2 separate regions of the Sus scrofa genome follow, and region 1 is linked to region 2. The links are chromatin contacts, called in public Hi-C maps. All regions are on one chromosome and are shown on one strand. Each heading gives the region's core, a stretch centred on a gene start, on an enhancer-like site or on the middle of the called end of the contact. The rest is flanking DNA. Distances are from core to core; before and after follow the strand shown.

Region 1 (5,518 bases), core at 2,356-4,855, 80 kb after region 2:
GCAAAAAGACAAATAAATAAATAAATAAATAAATAAAAAATGAGAAGCTACCTTGAAGCGGGAGCGGCCTAAAAAACGGCAAAAAGACAAATAAATAAATAAATAAATAAAAAATGAGAAGCTACCTTGAAGCACCTCCCCAAAACTGGTATGCCAGTATGTGGACTTCTTCCTATGGATAGAATTGTGGGTGTGTGTGCGTGCACATAATACATATATTTTGAACAAAAATGGGATCACATTATACCCATCTATTTCCAGAGCTGAACTGCAGTTTTGTCAAGCAGTTGGTAGATGTGGTTTTGTGATGGTCACACAATTTCCTGAGTGCCTCCTGTCAGATGGGGCGTTTTTCCATCCTCATCTTATTTACACCTCACCTTAGTCCTCAGGGCAGATACTGCTTTTAACTGCATTTTTGCATTAAGGAAATGAAGGTTTGGAGGGGTCAGGTTTCTTGCTGCAGATCACACAGTGGGAGCTGAAGGAAGTAGCTAGGTTCAGACTCCACTGTCTGCGCCATGGCAACGTGCTGTCCCGAAGGGGTAGACAGGTGGACTGTTGGAGGGTTCCAGATGGTGTATGTATTTTTTAATAATATGTGATACATGCACATGGTTAAAAAGAACAAAATGAATTGCAGTGAAATGTAATTCTGTCTCCTAATTCATTTCTCTTGCTCAGAGGCAACCCCTGTGACCAGTTTCTTACAGAGTTCCCCAGTGTATGTGTGTTTATATTTAAACACACACACACACACACAAGTGATGCATAATCTACACAGTTCTGCATCTTGCTTTTCCCACCTAATCATATATTTTGGAGATTGTTTCATGGCAGCACATTTGGAGCTGCCTTGTCTCATTCTCGTTAATGACTGCATAGCATGGACGGACCATCATTTATTTAAGCAGTCCCCTGCTGGCTGACTTTTAGGCTGTTTCCAGTCTTTTGCTATTATAAATAATACTGTTATGAGGTGGATTTCAAACCTTTTTAAAAAATCTCAGCCCACCGTAAAAAAAAGGTTTAGGTCACCCACCCAATACATGTACTAGTAACAGAAGGTTCGTGAAACCCTACTTACTCCCGTTGTATGTAATGCACTCTGATGTTTGGTATTCCATTCTGTCCTGTTGCTTTTTTTTTTTTTTTTTGATTCTGGTCATAATCCACTCATTTATTTCACAGACTCGCTAGCAGGTTGTGACCGTCATTGTGCATACTTCTTGGCAGACTCCAGGCGTCTGCGAGATAAGTTGCTAGAACTGATTGACGGTTATGTGCATTTCACATTCGTAGAGATATTCCCAAAGTACTTTCTTTAGCAATTGTACAAATATGTTTTCTCACCAGCAGTGTTGTGCGAGTGTGTGTTTCCCTATATGCTCGACAGCAGTATTTTATCAGACTTGCAAAGACATCTCTGTCGGTGATTGATTGGTAACGATTGTATTTTGTTATGTTTAACATGCCTGGGTTGTGTGTTGAGTGCTTCCTGTGCCATTTACCAAATTCATCTTTTCCTGTGTATTTGAAATATACCAAATTTACCTATGAATTTACTCTGTTCTCTCTATTCATATGCCAGAACCAGACTTTTCATTATTACAGCTTTATGGTGTGTGTGTTTGGCCACACCTGCAGCATTTGGAGGTTTCTGGGCTAGGGGTTGAATCCCAGCAGCAGCTGCAGCAGTTTGGGATCCTTTAACCCACTGCGCCATGCCAGGGATTGAACCTGTACCTCCACAGCAACCCTAGCCACTGCAGTTGTATTCTTAACCCCCTTCGCACAAGCAGGAACTCCTAGCTTTATAGTGTGTGGTGTTGATCTTGTTTGTTTGTTTTGGTTTTGGGGGGTTTTCTTGGCTGTGCCTGCAGCATGTGGAAGTTCCTGGGCAAGGGATCAAACCCATGCCACAGGAGTGACAATACCAGATCCATAACCACTAGGCCACCAGGGAACTCCTGTAACATGTGATACCTGATAGCTCTAGTCCCCTTTTTTTAATCTTGCTAACATTTTCATGGTTATCCCCACATGTTTACTCGTACCATACAAATGCACAATGCATTTCTTTCTCTTTTTTTCTTTACAGAGCTGCACCCGCAACATATGGAGGTTCCCAGGCTAGGGATCAAATCAAAGCTGCAGCTGCCCGCCTATACCACGGCCACAGCAATGCGGGATCTGAGCTGTGTCTGCGACCTGCACCACCACTCATGGCAACACCGGATCCTTAACCCACTGAGCAAGGCCGGGGCTCAAACCCCCAACCTCATGGTTCCTAGTCGGATTCGTTTCTGATGCGCCATGATGGGAACTCCAGATTTTTGGGGGGTTTGTTTTTTGGCATTTCTTTTTTCAGTGTGCTTATCTGTTGATTTTTCTGCATCTCCACATCTCAGAGTCTTCTGGCTAAAGTCCTTATTGCCAGTATCGGATGCTTTCTGTTGTGGCACATGTCCTTCTACCAGCACCAGAGTCTCTGTGACAGACAGCATAGTCTGCTGTTGACGTGCGACCAGAGGTCGGCCTCATCAGCTTGCTTTTCAGGTCATTGTTCCCATCCCGTGGGTAGAACTGAGACCTTCCTTCTGCAGAAGACATGCCAGGGTGCCGAGCCCTTGGACACCTAGCCTTCAGACCGCAGGGCTGCCTTTTTAGTGAAGCAGGACACCAGAGGGCACCGCTCGTGAGGGCGGTGGTCTCCTGGAGCCGACAGCTTGCTTCCCGTCTGCACTGTCTATCCACGGGCGAGCCGTGCGGCACCACAGTGATCAGGGGAGGCTTGTGCTGAGCAGGATAAGGGTTTCTTTTCCCTGGAGTTGTGTCATCAGCACCCTTGGAACAGATGCAGACGATGCATGATCTAGGTCAACTTGTCTACCTTGTCCCGCGGGGGTGGGTCTAAAGCATTATTAAAAGGTGGCGCGCAAGGCCCGCATGGACACATGATTTGCAGAATTTGAGTCACCTGATGAGGAAGCCAAGCCTCTGTCTGAAAGCTGGTGTGCACCAGGTAGGTTCCTTTCATTCCAGGTAGAGCACAGGGCACCCCTCTCATCAGGCCGGGCAGCTCATCCAAGTGTCTGAGGCATCTTGCCTCCGCCCGCCCTTCCTGGCAAAGGCTGCCTCCAGCTGTCCGAGCACCTGGAGATTTCTCAGCCCACGGGGTCATCAGGCCGACATCTGCAGAGGCTCCGCTCTGTGAGGGCCACTCTTGAGGGGGCCCCGTTGGGTGGGGTCATATTCCTGGAATGAGTGGTACAGCATCTGAATGGGGGGAGGTGTTACAGCAATGCGTGAGACAGTGCGGCTCGGCTTTGCAAAAGCTGCTTACATAGCAGAGCTTTGATGCAATCGTTTTTGGATTTCTAAGGGGAAAATTTAAAGTTTGGTGGGAGGGACAGCCTGGGGTTGAATAAATTTGATTCTTATTTTCAAATTAGCTAATCTTTAGAAAACAACTGATTTAGAGATTCTTCTCCAAGGCCCCAAAGGATTTCTTTCTGCCTCCGCCCTCTTGGCTCTGGTTTACCTTCGTCCTCCTGTTCCGAGCTTTCAGCAGCAGTTTTGGCTGGTCAGTCAGCCCAGGGCCATCAGCTCAGGGCCCAAAGCCCAGGACTCTTGGAGTTTCAAGCTAGACTCTTGAAAGGACTGCACCACACAGACCCATTGCTGTTTCCTGGCAGTCCGGGTAGTCTTCACAGTGTTCAGGCACCCTGGCATTTGGTTTTCGGTCTTGGTGCTTTCTTAAAGTTTGGAGACCTCTGCCAACATAACAGAATTAAAGTCTGATTTTCCTCTTCCACCTCCCATCCCCGGTCATTGTTCAGTTCTGGTTATTTGTGTCTGTATCATATTTACTCGGGTGGGGTGCCTCTGCCAAGCCCCACGCTTCCCTTAGCCCCCGATAGTCTTTCCTTTTCTTCCCTTCTTCAGAGAGATGCCCAGTTGACACTTACTTTCACGGTCTGTTGAAGCGACAAGTTCAGGTTGACAGGAGTGGGATTTGGGCTTAAGCTTTGGCAGAGGTGGCAGGACAGATACCAACTGTGTAAACCAGATTTACCCACCCTGACCCTGGCTGGGCAGGCACAGGCATCTCAGTGGAAAGCCTGCCAAACCATAGCTGACCTTCCCTTGTCAAGGGGGGCGCATTACTCTTAAGTGGGGCCTAACTCTCAAGGACTGCCTTCCTGCTGGTTTCTGAGTAGCTTGGAGGGTGGGGTGGGGTGGGGGGGTTACTTCCTGGCCTTGCAGGCTGTAAACACTACGTCCAGGGCTGGGGGCAGGGGACAGACCTCCAGGGTCTGAGGTAGCCAAAGACTAAGCTCCCGTAAGCCTGTGAGTCTGGCTGTCAGGAGGAAAGCTGTTTCTGGTGAGTTTCTTTGACAAGTCCTATCTTTCGGGTCCCTGCATGATTGGGAGGAGGCACAGCCCCGGCTGAGCCCCCAGAGTGTTTACGTAACTGGGTGCGTAGCACAATGACATGCCGTTCATAACACTGATTTCACTTTCTCTGTGAACGTGCCGTGCATTCCTGGTGAAGATCACCCAGTTCACTAGCAAATGCGGCTCAAACACTAGCACTACTCGGAAGGAAGCCACCGGAGCCGCCTGCTAGAAGATGGCTCTGCGGTACATTTAAGGGAGAGTAGTTTCAATATTTAATACGTGTCGGTATGTAAATTTTATGTTGAAAGATGAACTAAGTCTCAGGGTCTGTAAATTTAATTATTGAAAAGGATAGAGTTTGCCCACTCAGTGAAACCTCCCATAACTCTGCAGTTTCTAACAGTGGAGCCTGAGAGGGAATCAGCTGAGACCAAGAACAAATTCTGCATAAAGTAGGGCTTGGGGGAGCCATTAGCATTCTGTGCCATTGCGTGAACTTGATCTTTGGGCTGGGGAGTGCTCCTTTCAAGCTGACAGGGAAAGATAGGTAACGAGCCTTGCTCCCAGGTGACCTGCCCGAGAGCCCAGCAAGCAAAACGGGCCCTTTTGCCTGTACTGTGCCAGTGCTTTCCAAGTGGGGGGTGCTCTGCTTCCAAGGGGTGCCTTCTTGGGATGGCTCTTCTCTCCTCTCCTTTCGTCACCCCTCAGTAGGGAAGATACCCATCAGCCGAGGGCCAGAGAGAAGAGGGCTTGGAGCATCTGCAGCCTGCAGTGAAGCAGCTGGACACCTGGCAGACTTTCGAGAGAGGGGCTGGGATGGGAACTCCCCCCGCATCCCCCACTCCGTCTTCGTGAGCTGTTCTTGCCTTGGTAGCCATCACTAACAAGAGGGCCATGTCGGCAGCAAGTGGGTGTCGAGAAGGGTAGGCTCAGCGGTGTCCACCTCTGCCTTCCCCCCAGCCCCCACCCTGTACTCTTGTACCCACATTCAGGGGCCCGAGTGTGACTCAGGGCCCCTCCTTAGAGCAGGTCACTTAGAGGCTTCTCCTTGTGCTCTGCGGTATGAAAGCGGGGACTCCTGGGGGGCCGGCTCCTCACCCTGAAAGGTCCTCCT
Region 2 (5,939 bases), core at 711-3,210:
AAGTATAGAACATGTCACCTGTAATTCTACCACTGACTCAACATTTTTATGGTCTTTTTTTTTTTCTTTTTTTGTCTTTTTAGGGCCACACCCAGGGCATATGGAGGTTCCCAGGCTAGGGTTCCAGTTGGAGCTATAGCTGCCAGCCTACGCCACAACCACAGCAACTGGGGATCCGAGCCGCATCTGTGACCTTCACCACAGCTCACAGCAATGCCGGATCCTTAACCCACTGAGCGAGGCCAGGGATCGAACTCACGTCCTCATGGATGCTAGTCGGGTTCGTTAACTGCTAAGCTGTGATGGGAACTCCTTTTGTGGTTTTTTTCATTTCATTCACTCCATTTATTTCATTCTTTTGACAAAATATCTGCTCTATGCCAGGTATGTTGTATTGGTGTTTGGTGAGGTTACAGCATTAAAAAAAGTAGTCATGATTCTTGCCTCTGTAAGATCTGTTGGGGCATTAATCCTGCTGAGGAAGATTAATTAAGGCTGCATGGTATAACGGTTAAGAATGTAAGCTCTGGGGTCAGACTAGCAGGATTCCAAAATTTTGGTTCTACCACTTATAAGTTGTGTGACTGTGAGCTAGTTATATTCTGAGTCTCAGTTTTCCCATCAGCATTAGTTATCTCTTTCTGCATGACAAATCACCTCAAAATGTAGTGGCTTAAAACAACAAAAATGTATTACCTCACAGTGTCTGTGGGCCAGGAACTTAGAAGTGGGTTAGCTGGCTGGTCCCAGCTTGTGGTCCTTCCTGAGACTGCAGGCCGGATGTCAGCTGGGGCTGTAGTCATCTGACAGTTTGACTGGGGCGGGAGGGTCTGCCTCCACGGAGGCTCACCCACAGGGCTGGCTAGGTGATGCTGACTGTTGGCAGGAGGCTTTAGTTCCTCACCCCATGGACCTCTCCATAGGCTGCTTGAGTGTCTGCAGAGCAGGCAGCCCAAGAGACCACAAGGCAGAAACCGCAATGTCTTTTATGACCTGGTTGCAAAAGTCACATTGTCATTTCTGCAGTATCCTGTTGGTTACACAGGTCAGCCCTATTCCGTGAGGGAGGGAACTAAACAAGTATGCTGGGCATCACTGGGGAGGCCATACGGTGAGCATCATAATGGTACCACATCTTTGGTTTATAATGAGGATTAGGAGTTCCCCAGTGGCTCAGCAGGTTAAGGACCCAGCAATGTCAATGCTGTGGCTCTGGTTGCTGCTATGGCAGGAGTTTGATCCATCCCTGTCTGGGAACGTCCTTATTTTTAAATTTTTAAAATTTTTGCTTTTTAGGGTCCCACCTGCAGCATATGAAGTTCCCAGGCTAGGGGTCAAATCGGAGCTACAGCTGCCAGCCTACACCACAGCCCAGCAACGTGGGATCCGAGCTGCATCTGCCACCTACACCACAGCTCACAGCAATGCTGGAATCTCAACCCACTGAGTGAGGCCAGGGATCGAACCCACAACCTCACGAACACTAGTTGAATTCATTACTGCTGAGCCACAGTGGGAGCTCCCATGGTCTGGGAACTTCTGCATGACATGGGTGCAGCCAAAAAAAAGTTTACAGTGAGGGTTAAATGAGACGACACATGTTAACTGAGTGAGGGAAAGTCCAGGTACATAGTGAGTACTCCAGAGATCTGGGTTGTGGTCGTGTGTTGTCATTACCACTGCCACCACCTCCTCTGCCAGCCCAAGTAGGAAACGAACCTAACATAGTGGGGTTGAGGGAGGGCAGGAGGAGGAGACATTTAAGCCAGGACTGGCCCCGGGAGCAGGCTTTGGAGAAGTAAGACCATTCCAGGCCAGGGGACAATACATGTGAAAGCCCTGAGTGGCAGGCTGCCCAATGGAGAGGGGATTGGCCGTGAGGGGGCAGAGACCAGGCCACACCCAGCTGCAGAGGCCAGGATGCATCATCACTGTGTTCTTTGGGGAGACTGTCTTCTCTGGGAACATAGCTGAGTTTATCCGGAAATGAGAGGAGAAAGTCAGAGCCGAGCGTTCCGGGTTGCAGTATCCTGCGCAGTGAGGTTCTTGTGTGCCTGGTGTGTCCCCAGAGCTCCTTATGTTGCTTTGCTCTTTACCCCTGGCGGGAACAGGGGCCTCCTGGTTCAGACGGAACTCTGTCGCTAACCTTCCACATGTTAACGGTTCCTCTTCCAGTAGAGGGACTGACTGCTTTTCTTTTTTATCTCAACAATATATTTGGTTTCTTTAGCAGGATCAGATTCTTGTTTTAACGAATGTATCCAGAAACCTTGGAGGAAGTCTGTACAGATTTCCTGTTCTTGTGCTTGTTATGTGTAGGGTCAGTATTTTGTGTTTTGTTCTCCTGACACCTTGTTAGGATTGATTGGATCATTTCAGAGGATACAGGTAGACTTCAGTGGTGGGCTTAGTGCCTGCCTGCCTAACCAGCCACCCCAAAGTCTGAAGTTCCCCCACTCCTCTCCTTTTTGGCCAGAGCTGTCCATATTTAGAATTTGTTACCTTGCCAGGGTGATTTTTATCCTTAAATATGAATGATATGCTTCTCTCTGGACTTTGTAGGCCTTTCTGAAATTATATGCAGACATTTGTATGTTCATGTATTTTTTTGTTGTTGTTTGTTTTGTTCGTGAAAAGGTCCCTGGCCTTTCTTGGTTTCTTAAGGGGTTGTTAGAAGTACACGGTGAGACTTCGGCGTGGTTGTGATAATGCTGCAGCCAGGAGCCCGGGACGCCTGTGTGCTGCTCACCTCTTTCTCTGCAGCGTTCTCGCAGGAGGAGGAAGCCGCACAAACAGCCCGAGTGGCAGGGTGTGATAGATGCGGCCGTGCCGTGGCATATCCTGCTAATCCCCTGTTCACGAGCGCTTATGTTGCTTGCAGTGTTTTCCCCAGGATCTTCTTCCTGCACCTTTTTGTATGTTCTATTCTTTTCTTCGGATAAGTTTCTCCAAGTGGGATTTCGGCATCAGAAGATGAGATGGTTTTAAAGCCTTTAGCTGCACACCCTGAGTCTATACCTCGCCCCCCTGGGAGGCGTGTCCAGGGAGTGAGTTCACCTGCACACTGGCAGTGCCCACAGCATCGATTTCTCTCTCTAAGGAGGAATCCAGTCAGCCTGCGGCTGGGGGCCGCCAGTCCACCCGACAGCCCCTGTTCCTGGTCTGTCTCGAGGTCCCGGAGAGCCCTTTTTGTTTTCTTTTTCACACCATAGTTTAATGTTTTAACAAATGTTGACATTTTTGAAAGTTTTCTACATCTAATAGGGCATAGGCAGAATAATAGTCTGGTCCGTGTCCCCGGTCCTGGCATGGTCTCGGCTTGGTGGAAACAGCATTTGTCAGCAGGAGTAGGTATGGAGACTGTCACGGGGACTGGGCATTGGCCTCCGAGTACTTCCCTCAGGAGAGGAAAGATAAAGCAGAGGAACGGGTGAATTCATCAGATTGGTTTGGCAGCGCGGAGACCAAGTGGGTGCAGGTCATCGCCCACGACAAGTTTCCCAGGGCTGTGGAGAGACCGCTGCCCAGGCGCTTCCGCGGGCGAGGCCCGGCCGGGGCTGCCTTGGTGCACTCCGAAGAATGTGGCCCTGGCACTCGGCAGGCGCATGCCAAGCCCTCCCCGGCCCCCGCCGCCTGCTCGCAGTCGGCCGGAGTGACCAGAGCAGGCCGCACGGCCAGGGCATGGGAAGCGGTCCAGCGGGCGGGACCCGGGCCTCCCTGCGGGCTCGGGGAGAGAAGCAGGATCGTAAACAACCTTCTGCGGAGGACCCTGAGGAAAGAATGGAAAACCGTCGTGAACGGTGGCTCTGGCCAGCCGTGGCTTTGGACAGGAAACGGGCGGGCTGAATAGGTGGGCAACACCGGTGACTGTGTTGGCTGTGGCTCTAGGACACGGATGAGAGAATGCCCTGTGGCTGTGAAGAGGAAGCACAGGTACTTTCAGGAGTTTTTTCTTTCGAGTTCATGAGTTCTCACCAAATCTGGTCTTCACATTGTCGTCCTGTCCTGTTTTTGATGGCTTAGGGCCTGGTGAAAGGATGACACCCTGTGACCATGGTATCATCTCTGCAGATGCCTGGCCATCCCCGCCCCCCCACCAGGTGCCATCCTTGACCCCTCCCTTACCCTCACTCCCACGTCCGAGGCAGCAGATGCTCCACAGTAGTAAATGGTTGAATAAGGAGTTCCCGTCCTGGTGCAGTGGTAATGAACCTGACTAGGAACCATGAGGACGCAGGTTCCGTCCCTGGCCCTGCTTAGTGGATTAAGGATCCGGCGTTGCTGTAAGCTGTGGTGTAGGTCAAAGATGTGGCTCGGATCTGGCATTGCTGTGGCTGTGGTGCAGGCTGGCAGCTGCAGCTCTGATGCAACCCCTAGCCTGGGACTTTCCATAGGCTGTGGGTGTGGCCCTAAAAAGCTAAATAGATAAATTAATCCTAGACTAAATCTTAGAATAATCCTCGAATCCTAGAATAAATAAATCCCACGCTGGCCCTGCACCATTACCACCTCCGTTCTGAAAAATTCCTCAGCCTTCCACCCTGGTCTTGTTCCCCTATGTGTCTCCTCTCCGGCCATTGGAGATACCTTTCCTCAGACACTTAGGCCAGACCTTTTCACTACCCACTTTCTCTCCGGCAGTGGGTGTACCCACCTCAGAGTAGAATCCCAGTTCCCAGCTTCTCTCCTTGGCCTGTGGGCACTGTGTGGTTTGGGACTGGTTTCCTGGGGCGCTTTCTCTGTGAGTCCCTGCCCTGCCCTCTGCTGGGTCACTCTTACAGTAGGTCTTCTGGTGCCTGGTGCTTGCAGATCATGCAGGCCCCAGCTCACATGGTACCTTTAGGAAAGACTTTCTCTGGAAACCTAGTCCAGGCTACCTATGGTAGAGTACCCATGCTGGCACCAGCTCTGTTTCTCCTTCCCCTTTTTAATTGCTTCTCAGCACAGACCATCTGAAATCTTGTTTATTTATGGATGTAGTTGTTTGCTCTCCTGGTAGAGCCTGTACTAGAATGTACCTTCACAATCTGGGCAGCGGCTTGAGGTGGGATCTCAGTTCCCAGACCAGAGATTGAGCTTGGGCTGCCGCAGTGAAAGTGCTGAGTCCTAATCACTAGACCACCAGGGAACTCTGCACAATCCCAGCCTTCTAAAGGCTCACCTAGCCTCAGATTGCCCTGGAGAGCCTGACTTCATAAGGGAACACCGAGTTTTAGTTTCGGAAGAACTACAGGTTGTGTGAGAAAGAAACACATTTGATGCCCTAAACCAGCCACAGCCCAGCCTCCAAAATGAATGCTTGCATGCGTTCAAGTGGGTGCACACATGCAGTGAAATAGAGCATCTCTGTTAGACACAAATCATCCCCTGCTTTTGAGCAAAGAAAGTTTTCACAGGAAAGGAAACCTTAGAATATAGCTCCTGGGGAGTTCCCACTGTGGCACAGTGAGTTAAGTATCCAGCATTGTCTCTGGGCCACACAATTCGATCCCTAGCCCAGCACAGTGGTTAAGGATCCAGCATTGCCGCAGCTGTGGCATAGGTCACAGGCCCGGTGCAGTGGGTTAGCGATCTGGCATTCCTGCAGATGTGGTTCAGTTTTGATCTCTGGCCCTGGAACTTCCATATGCTGCAGGTGCGGCAAAGCAAACAAAAAACCAGCTCCTGACATTTTAAACTCAGTCATCAAATTTTAGACAGAAGGGGAGTTCCTGTCGTGGCTCAATGGAAACCATCCCGCTAAGGATGCAGGGTCAAACTATGGCCCCGTTCAGTGGGTTAAGGATCAGGCATTGCCTCAAGTTGCGGTGTAGGTCGCAGATGTGGCTCAGATCTGGCATCACAGTGGCTGTGGTGTAGGCCAGCTACTGTAGCTGATTTGACCTCTAGCCTGGGAACTTCCATATGCTACCCTTGTGGCCCTTAAAAAAAAAAAAAAA

The links. A called contact is a pair of places that touch in the nucleus more often than the background predicts.
Region 1: a Hi-C map of mesenteric adipose tissue shows a contact between it and region 2, with 2.0 times the contacts expected there. The contact joins two enhancer-like sites. A contact is called at or near these places in 1 of 5 promoter capture datasets (liver), 22 of 47 Hi-C or Micro-C datasets (alveolar macrophages, brain, embryonic fibroblasts and 11 more) and 1 of 2 datasets of contacts at active chromatin or transcription factors (skeletal muscle).

The regions. Positions count from the first base shown.
Region 1 is chr1:270,876,621-270,882,138 of Sscrofa11.1, forward strand. All of the region lies in intron 4 of ABL1 (tyrosine-protein kinase ABL1), which reads left to right. Among named protein-coding and RNA genes, the nearest start is that of QRFP, 38 kb to the right of the region's middle. Within about 2 kb of position 3,606, at least 17 of the 83 cell types and tissues checked have an H3K27ac peak or open chromatin away from gene starts, as enhancers often do. A contact at or near this core is called in mesenteric adipose tissue, omental adipose tissue, retroperitoneal adipose tissue and 2 more, where this site is marked.
Region 2 is chr1:270,798,096-270,804,034 of Sscrofa11.1, forward strand. The region is part of intron 2 of ABL1 (tyrosine-protein kinase ABL1); the gene reads left to right. Among named protein-coding and RNA genes, the nearest start is that of ABL1, 39 kb to the left of the region's middle. Within about 2 kb of position 1,961, at least 17 of the 83 cell types and tissues checked have an H3K27ac peak or open chromatin away from gene starts, as enhancers often do. A contact at or near this core is called in mesenteric adipose tissue, omental adipose tissue, retroperitoneal adipose tissue and 2 more, where this site is marked.